Linked DNA regions of Pan troglodytes: region 1 is linked to region 2. A link is a contact called in public Hi-C data. All regions are on one chromosome and are shown on one strand. The core of a region is the stretch at or near the end of the contact, and the rest is flanking DNA. Distances in the headings are between cores, read along the strand shown. Region 1 overlaps COL8A2 (collagen type VIII alpha 2 chain). Region 2 holds the start of SH3D21 (SH3 domain containing 21).

Region 1 (4,201 bases), core at 90-2,589, 210 kb before region 2:
CTTGGGCAGATTTGGGTTATCATTTCTCCTTTTGAAGAAGTGAGCAAACAGCCTGCTTTGTTTGGAGAAGTTGTGGGCAGGGGAGGAGGGTTGGCAAGGAGCCTGAAGGAACCCACTGCTCAGCCAGTCAGAAGTCAGCAGCCATCCTCCATTTTCAACATGGACCGCCTGGACACAGCCAGACTTGGAGCAGTGCAACGAGATCACAGACCGAATGACCCCAGTTCACACTTGGTACAAGGAGTGGGGCTGGCCTGGCGAGGGCCGAGCGCGAGGCCCTGCAGCTGCGGGGAAAGTGGCCATCTTTGCACGAGCAGGAATGTCCACCACTCCCAGCACTCATCTCAGCCTTATCCACTCCGCTTGACGTAGGGACTGAGGGGTTGGGAGGGGCATCCTGCCTGTTTCCTGCAGAGGAGCTCTGATCGGGGAAAAGGGCAGAAACGTCCAGAGCCAACTCATTCCAAAGGGACCTGTTGGCACCCTTTCTCTCCCAGCCTTAGCCTCCTGGGCCCTAGTCCTGCTTAGAACAGGAAATTGGAACCAGAGGGTGGAAGGAGAGGAAGCCCCCACAGATGAACCCCTCTCGTACACACATACACCCACCATATGGTTCTTATTAAGGAAAAGGAAGTGGGAGCCGTCTTCATCCCCCGGCTCGCGTGCACCTTGTTCAGAAGGCCAAACGAGAGGTGCTCTGCCTTGGGGATACCTGGCTGGGGTGGCAAGGATCCTCTTACAATTTTGTATTGAGAAAACCAGCCCAGCCCGCAGCAGGTGGAAGGGGAGAAAGGGAAGAGTGCTCATGTTTGCTGATGGTCGATTCTGCCTCCGCCACCATCTGCACTAGATACTTCTAGACACTTCACAGAGGTTGATCTTTCTGGCCTGTAGGTGTCCCAGGGGCCTCTGTGCTGCCCTCAAGCTAAACAGCCAGAGCTGGCCGGGGCAGCCCGGGAGAGACGGGGATGAACGTGAAGAGCTGCCTCCTGCCCCAGGTCTGTGCCCCAAGCCCTCACAAACTGCCTTCCCCATGGCTGCCACTGGAGCAGTGAAAGGGGGTTGCCCTTTCCCAGGGCAACAGGCACTGTGCCCACCATGGACACGTCTGATGCCGCAGCATCACCATGGGGGCTGCAGTCCTGGCAGGGTGTCCACACTCGCCACCTCGATGGTCCCCTCTTCTCCCTTCCCCTTGGAGGAAAACCCCACAGTCCTTAGTCCACTGTCATATGCTGGAGGTCCCAGGGGGAGCTGGAGGAGCCCCAGCCAAGGGCTGTGAGGGAGGCCGTGCCCCTTTCCTCCAGCAGGTGCCATCAGGGAGCCAGTGGGAAGGGCTGTCTCCCCACGTGGCGGGGTGGGGAGTTGAGCTCCCTCTCGGCTCCTTCAGGGCCCAGCAGAGGCCAGGACTCACAGGGGGCTGGGCTGTGTGCCTCAGGGCCCATGGGGTGCAGCCCTGACACTGCACAGACATTTGGGGGAAAGAAACTCAGGCCAGCCCCTTCCAGAAACAATCTCAGCCTGCATGCAGGGAGAAAGCAAGTTAGTCTCCTCGGGCCAAGGCCACGGCCGCCTCTGTTCAGCTTTTGTTTTTTTTTTCCAGGAGGTTCTTTGTAATTGAAAAGGTCGCTCTACGACTAAAGGGGAGGAGGCCAGGGCAGCAGGGCCCCCCGCGGGTTATGTGGGGCAGAGCAAGAATCCTGAAAAGGAGGAGTGGATGTACTCCGTGGAGTAGAGGCCGTTGGCCTGGTCCGACGGCATCTGCACCCAGACCTGGTCGTTGGGCCGCAGCTGGAGCACGGCTCCACCAGACGCCTGGTCCAGGTAGCCCTTCTTATACTCATCGTAGGTATAGGTGGCCGGCACGTTGTTCTTGTACAGGGCCACCCACACGTTGGTGCCCTTGACGTGCACATGGTAAGCAAAGTAGTAGACGCCGCCCACAGGGCAGGTGAAGATGCCAGTGGCTGGGTTGTAGCCGCTGTGGCCATTGTAGAGAGTCCGGTCAAATTTCACGGGCATGCCCGAGGCGGGGAAGGGCGAGGTGAGCACCGCAGTGAAGGCCGGTGTGGCATGGGCAGACAGCTCGCCCAGCCCAAACTGTGGCTTGCCCCCCTTGCCCAGCACGGCACCCTCCACACCGCCGTTGGGCAGGTGCAAGCCTGCGATGCCAGTCTCATCGAAGGCCCCAGGGGCACCAGGGGGTCCCGGGGGCCCGGGAGGCCCCGGAGGGCCCGTGATTCCAGGGGAGCCAGGGACCCCTGGGGGCCCCGTGGGCCCAGCCGTGCCAGGTTCCCCTGCTCTCCCCTCTCCAGGGGGCCCTGGCAGGCCTGGTTCCCCCTTCAGGCCTGGCAGGCCTTGGGGCCCAATAGGGCCAGCTGGACCCTGGAGTCCTGGGATTCCTGAGGGACCCCTCAGGCCAGGCTGCCCAGGGAGCCCCAAGTCACCTTTCTGCCCCAGGGCTCCTGCCACCCCTGGTCCTCCAGGGCGACCCGTGAAACCCGGCTCACCCTTGGGCCCAGTTGGTCCAGGGGGTCCATGGGCCCCAGGAAGTCCCCTCTCACCTGGGACCCCTGGTTTCCCAGCCAGGCCACTAGGCCCCTGGTCACCTCGAATGCCAGGCACTCCTGGGGGTCCTCCAGGCCCTGCCTCACCCTTAGGCCCAGGGGGCCCACGTCTGCCAGGAAGCCCTGCAGACCCAGGAAGTCCAGGGGGACCCCCAAGACCCTGTGGGCCCTGCTCCCCTGGCTCCCCATCCTCCCCTGGCTCACCCCTGTCCCCCAAGAGTCCTGGGACCCCAGCTGGGCCCCTGTCCCCCTTGGGGCCTGGCAGTCCTGGCATCCCATAGCCAGTGGGGCCTATCAGCCCAGGGGGGCCCCGGGTCCCTGGCTCCCCTTTGGCCCCTGATGGGCCCTGTGGTCCTGGCAACCCTGCTGCCCCTGGGATTCCCACACCGTCTACTCCAGGAGGTCCTTTTGGGCCCACAGCTCCTGGCTCCCCCCTGGGGCCTGGAACTCCAGGAGGCCCAGACTCACCCTTGTCTCCTGGGGCCCCAGGAAGCCCATCCAAACCGGGTTTGCCTAAGCCAGCTGGACCAGGGAGGCCGGGGGGGCCGGGGGCACCCCCCTGCCCTGGGGCCCCAGGCAGCCCGGGCTGGCCCACTCCATTATCCCCCTTGAGGCCTCGATCACCTGGGGGCCCAGGCTCCCCCTGGGGCCCTGGTTCCCCCTGGAATCCTGGGGGCCCTGGCACCCCTTGGGCACCTGGTTTTCCAGGGATAGTAATGCCTGAGGGGCCCGGGAGGCCAGGGGGTCCTGGGGGTCCCCGGAGGCCCTGGTCCCCTCGTATTCCTGGCTCCCCCCGAAGCCCCGGCTGCCCTGGTGGCCCGACCTTGCCAGGGAGCCCTGGGGGACCAGCCTTGCCCATCCGGGAGAAGCCAGGGGGGCCAGCAGGGCCAGGCTGCCCATGGAGTCCTGGCTTTCCCGTGCCTGGTTTTCCTGGGAAGCCAGGGGGGCCAGGGGGACCCCGAGGCCCGGGCTTCCCAGGGGGGCCGGGCTCTCCCTTCAGGTCCATCGGCAGCAGCGGTAGAGGCATTTCTGAGAAAGAAAGAGAAGGGGGCAGTCAGGGGCCTGAACTGTGGGGACAGGGGACCCCATCTACCCATTCCCCCATTCCAGTATGAGGTACACGGGAGAGGAAGAATGGGGCTGCCCCTTCCTGCTCTCATGGAAGATGGGGTTTGGGGGTGGTCCAGGGGACATCTTGGGGGCAACAGGGTGTCCTCCTCAAGGGCTCCTAACACCCAACCTACCTAGGCTGGGCCTCCTCCATGAGCCTGGCTGATTCTCACCTCTCATCCCTGCATGACCTGAAGGTGGAGTGGCCACCAGGTGGCACCAGCAGCCCACCTTAGAGCCCGTGGGAGCAGAGCCCCACCTCCCAACTTCCCAGTTCATCTCCCCCTTGGAAGACCACCTGTGCCAGCTAACTGCACCGTTTCCAGGCCCTCTGGGGTATTAGGAAAAACACTGAAGGTAGGAAGATTGGTGGGGAATGAGGAGCTGTGGGGGGCGCCTGAGGATCTGATGGCTGTCAGGGAGGCAGGGGATTTGGGGGCTGGGAGCGATTTGAGGCACTGTGGGGTGAGGAGGCTCTCACCCAGGTACTGGCCTTTGCCCTCACGGAAGGGCGGTCCCACAGG
Region 2 (4,461 bases), core at 618-3,117:
TTTCTATAGTTAAGTTGGTTTTACTTGAATGATTCATGTTTAGGGGGAAAATGAAAATCTCCCTTAAAATTTGTTTCAACTCCTCCTGCAAATAAAATAAATGAAGTGGCAGATGTAAACGGGCTCTGTTCATTGTCATCCTGAGTATGTGTGTGTGTTAAGGGTGGTAGATAACTTCCCACGGCAGTTTCAGAAAACCTGAAAGACAAAGGGCCTGTGGGACCTTGCGCAGGCTGCTGGAGTCCCAGACAGACACAGTCGTTCCTGGGAGGAGCATTGTGTACCTTGGACACCCCAGGAGAAACAGATTTTTTCCACTGGTGTCATAGGCAAGGACTTTGGCTTCCTTCGTGGTGGTGGGGCAGGGATCAAGGGATGTGGTTAGTAGGCTCAGCCTTCTACCTGAAAGAGCCTATCCCACATGGACTGGCCATAGGGTGGGCCCTAACCTTCAGACTCCTGCCGGCTGAGGACTCAACTGTGAGCAGAAATCTTGGAAGCTGGTAAAATTCATTCTCCCGGCCTAACTTCCAGGGAAAACCTGGAGGTGTTTTCTGAAACCAAACTAGACCTCTGGCCCCAAAGCAGGGGTCTTTGCTGTGTCCTTCCTATATGGGGGTAGAGAGTGGGTACGGGGCCAGAGAGGAGTACGCCTTGAAGGAAAGCAGACTGGAAGTGTCCACTCAAAGCTATTGCTGGTACAAGGGTAGCCACTTCATTCACTCAAGGCCGGTTTAGAGCGGTTGCTACCTGCTGGGGAGCCCCACCCTGGTATGTGCCTCTCCCCACCTTTTCCCCTCAAGCCAAAAGCTTGTGAGCTGGGGGAAGGTGGGCCTGGAAAGGCTCTGTGCAAATTGTAGCTGGGAGCCTCCGGGCAAAAGCTGAGGGAAAGGGAGAGGCGGCTGGCCTAAAATTTAGGTGGGCGGAAGAACCTGTGACGGAGCTGTGACCGCTGCACAGGCCAGAGACCCTGGAGTCCTCCTCACCCCGGGGTTGGGGGCCAGACCTGCTGAGCCGGGCCGCCCCCTCTCCACACCCACTCCCAGCACCTGGCCCGACCTATCGGCTGGCGGCTACGCCTACTTTACCCTACTGTCTTGCCTCAGGTCGCTCCCTGCGCGGGCCCAGTACTCGGCCGTCAGAGGGAGCTGCCAGGCTCTGGAGGGCGCCCCGGAAACCATGGGTAAGTGCGGAGGCTTTGAGGTGGCCTCTCTCTGCAACCGTGGACATAGCAAGAGCCCACACCACCCCCCGACCCCCGCTACCCTCTACGGTGCTTGGGCACACGCCCGCCCCAGCCAGGCTGCCCCGGCTGGGCCTTTCTGAGCCGCACGCCGGCCCCGTCTTCCGCCCGCAGAAGTCCTCGTCCTGGCCGGATACCGCGCGCAGAAGGAGGACGAGCTGAGTCTGGCGCCCGGGGACGTGGTCCGGCAGGTGCACTGGGTGCCCGCGCGGGGCTGGCTTCGCGGAGAGTTTGGGGGCCGCTATGGCCTCTTCCCCGAGCGCCTGGTGCAGGTGAGGCCGAGCCAGGGGCGGGCTGTGGGGTCTCAGCGCACGTCCCCCGGGAGCTGAGAGCGCCTTCCCCGTGCCCTGATTCCCAGGAGATCCCAGAGACCCTGAAGGGCTCCGGAGAGGCGCGGAGGCCGCGCTGTGCGCGCCGCCGAGGTGAGCGCAAGGGCGGGGACGGGCGCCGGTGGGCGGGTGCGCGGAGCCAGTGCGACCCCGGCGTCTCCGGCTCTTAGTGACGGGCGCGGCTCTGGGCGGGACCTCGGGGCCGCCCTGCGGTCTGTGATTGGTTCTCGAGTGCAATGCTCCGCCCTGGGGCGGGGCTGGAGGTACCAAGGGCTACGTGCGCGCCTTGCGCTTCCCCCAGCTCCTCTGACTGGGGCGTCCGACTGGAGTTCAGCCGCGCTTGTCCGGTGCTAGGTCATCCTGCCAAACACCCGAGGCCCCAAAGATGGTGCAAAGTGAACTTCAGCTACAGCCCAGAGCAGGCGGACGAGCTGAAGCTGCAAGCTGGGGAGATCGTGGAAATGCTAAAGGAGGTGAGGGGTGAGGTGATGGGACCGTTTGGGGGAGGATGATGGAACACGCCTCCCTAGTGAGCGGGGTGGGAAGTGAGGGTGTGGACGGTGGGAATGGCGACGGTGCAGATATGGGGAAGCGCGGGAGGGAAGGAGGGAGGAAGGGGCGCTTGGGCAGAACCAAGGGTGGCAGATTATCCTAGGGACTCTTGGGGCAGAACCAGACGCCTCTGCGTCCTCCCCTCTCCCCAGATTGAGGACGGCTGGTGGCTGGGGAAGAAGAACGGGCAGCTGGGAGCCTTCCCATCCAACTTTGTGGAATTGCTGGACAGTGGGCCCCCAAGTGAGACCTCGACTCTGTGACCCTGTGACTCGCAATCTCCAATGACCCTCCCAGTGGCATGAGCCTGTGATTCACATATCCTGACCCTGTGACCCCTTTGACCCTCTCCCATGACCTAACCTGTGAATTAGCACCCTCCCTAACCTCACTGTCCCCCACTAGGCCTTGGTAACCCAGACATGCCTTCAGTCAGCCCTGGTCCCCAGCGGCCTCCCAAGGTAAGTTGGCTCAGAGTGGGCACAGAGGTGGTGAGTTCCTCTTGGGGTGGTTGGAGGCTCATCTAGTTCCTCCCTGCCCCTTCCCCCACTAGCTGAGCAGCCTGGCCTATGACAGCCCTCCAGACTACCTGCAGACAGGTGAGCACCCATCCAAAGGGTCCCCCACTCCCTCAGCCACTCCCAAGGTTGTGACTTGGTGGGCCAGCTAGGCTGATGGAGGTGGGGGCTGCTGATGGATGGGGGAGGCTTGGTTTCAGAGGACAGTGGACTGACCTCTTCCCAGTCTCCCACCCTGAGGTCTACAGGGTCCTGTTTGACTACCAGCCTGAGGCCCCAGACGAGTTGGCGCTGCGGAGGGGGGACGTGGTGAAAGTACTCAGCAAGGTGTGCGAGGAACAGGGTGGGGGGGCCCAGGGAAGCGGGTGTTGAGAAAGGGTGGACCTGCACATGTACCCCCGGAATCTAAAATAAACGTTGAAATTATATCTATAAGAAGGAGTGGGACCCCGGAAAGGACCTTGGGGGACCTGGCTCACCTCCCCACTGGCGTGTTTCTTTTCCAGACCACAGAGGATAAGGGCTGGTGGGAAGGAGAGTGTCAAGGACGAAGAGGAGTTTTTCCAGACAACTTTGTACTCCCACCACCCCCAGTGAGTACAGAGCCAAGACACTCAGGTGGCAGGGGCAGGCTATTTTGGACAAAGGTGGGGATCATGGGCACTCTCCGGACCTAGCTGGAGGGTCACTAAATGAGGGTGGACCTAGACATGTGGGGGCTCCTTTTGGATTCTAATACCGGTTGAGTATCGCTTATCTAAAAGGCTTGGGACCAGAAGTGTTTCGGATTTGGGAATTTTTGCATATACATGAGATAGCTGCTGGGTGCCGTGGCTCACGCCTGTAATCCCAGCACTTTTGGGAGGCCGAGGCGGGTGGATCACGAAGTCAGGAGTTCAAGACTAGCCTGGCCAACATGGTGAAACCCCATCTTTACTAAAAATACAAAAATTAGCTGGGCGTGGTGGCATGCATGTGTAATCCCAGCTACTCGGGAGGCGGAGGTTACAGTGAGCCGAAATTGTGCCATTGCACTCCAGCCTAGGCGACAAGAGCAAGACTCTATCTCAAAAAGAAAAAAGAAAAAAAAGATAGCTTGGGAATGAGACCCCAACCTAAACACGAAATTCATTTATGTTTCATATACACCTTAAACCATAGCCTGAAGGTGATTTTGTGCAGTATTTTTAATAATTTTGTGCATGAAACAAATTTTGACTGAGACCTGTCACATGAGTTAGATCAGGTGTGGAATTTTCCACTTAAGGCGTTATGTTGGCACTCAGAAAGTTTCAGATTTTGGAGCATTTTAGATTTTTTTTTTTTTTCTTGAAGACAGAGTCTCGCTCTGTTGCACAGACTGGAGTGCAGCAGCAGGATCGCCACTCACTGCAACCTCCCCCTCTCAGGTTCAAGCGACTCTCCTGCCTCAGCCTCCAGAGTAGCTGGGATTACACGTGCATGCTACCATATCCAGCTAATTTTTGTATTTTTAGTAGAGACGGGATTTTGCCATGTTGGCCAAGCTGGTCTCGAACTTCTGTCCTCAAGTGATCCACTCCCAAAGTGCTGGGATTATAGGTGTGAGCCACCACGCCTGGTCTGCATTTTGGATTTCTGATTTTTAGATTAAGGATGCTCAACCTTTACTTCTTTTCGGCATAGATCAAGAAGCTGGTCCCACGGAAAGTGGTATCTCGGGAATCAGGTGAGCGCCCGGGGAGCCTGGGATTGGGGGGTGTTCTCTGGGAGACCCACCAGTCCCGTTGCTTATAAACACACACAGCACCCCAGTGGTCCAGTATGCCCCTATAGGAGC

Evidence for each region. Hi-C and Micro-C count contacts between places; a contact is called where the count stands out from the background.
Region 1: a contact with region 2 is called in a Hi-C map of stem cell-derived neural progenitor cells, with 5 times the contacts expected there. The contact joins the enhancer-like site here to the promoter of SH3D21 in region 2. A contact is called at or near these places in 2 of 7 Hi-C or Micro-C datasets (blood and stem cell-derived neural progenitor cells).

Annotation. Positions count from the first base shown.
Region 1 is chr1:194,893,774-194,897,974 of NHGRI_mPanTro3-v2.0_pri, reverse strand. COL8A2 (collagen type VIII alpha 2 chain) reads right to left here. Exons shown (of 4, transcript XM_001158595.8): 3 at 4,159-4,201; 4 at 1-3,596. The coding sequence ends at 1,678. Among named protein-coding and RNA genes, the nearest start is that of ADPRS, 9.6 kb to the left of the region's middle. Within about 2 kb of position 1,339, at least 9 of the 24 cell types and tissues checked have an H3K27ac peak or open chromatin away from gene starts, as enhancers often do. A contact at or near this core is called in stem cell-derived neural progenitor cells, where this site is marked.
Region 2 is chr1:194,682,210-194,686,670 of NHGRI_mPanTro3-v2.0_pri, reverse strand. It overlaps SH3D21 (SH3 domain containing 21), which reads left to right and starts at 1,867. Exons shown (of 13, transcript NM_001280359.1): 1 at 1,867-2,045; 2 at 2,277-2,367; 3 at 2,530-2,585; 4 at 2,678-2,723; 5 at 2,869-2,969; 6 at 3,149-3,235; 7 at 4,308-4,350. The coding sequence starts at 2,034. THRAP3 (thyroid hormone receptor associated protein 3) reads left to right here. Exons shown (of 12, transcript XM_016959238.4): 12 at 1-119.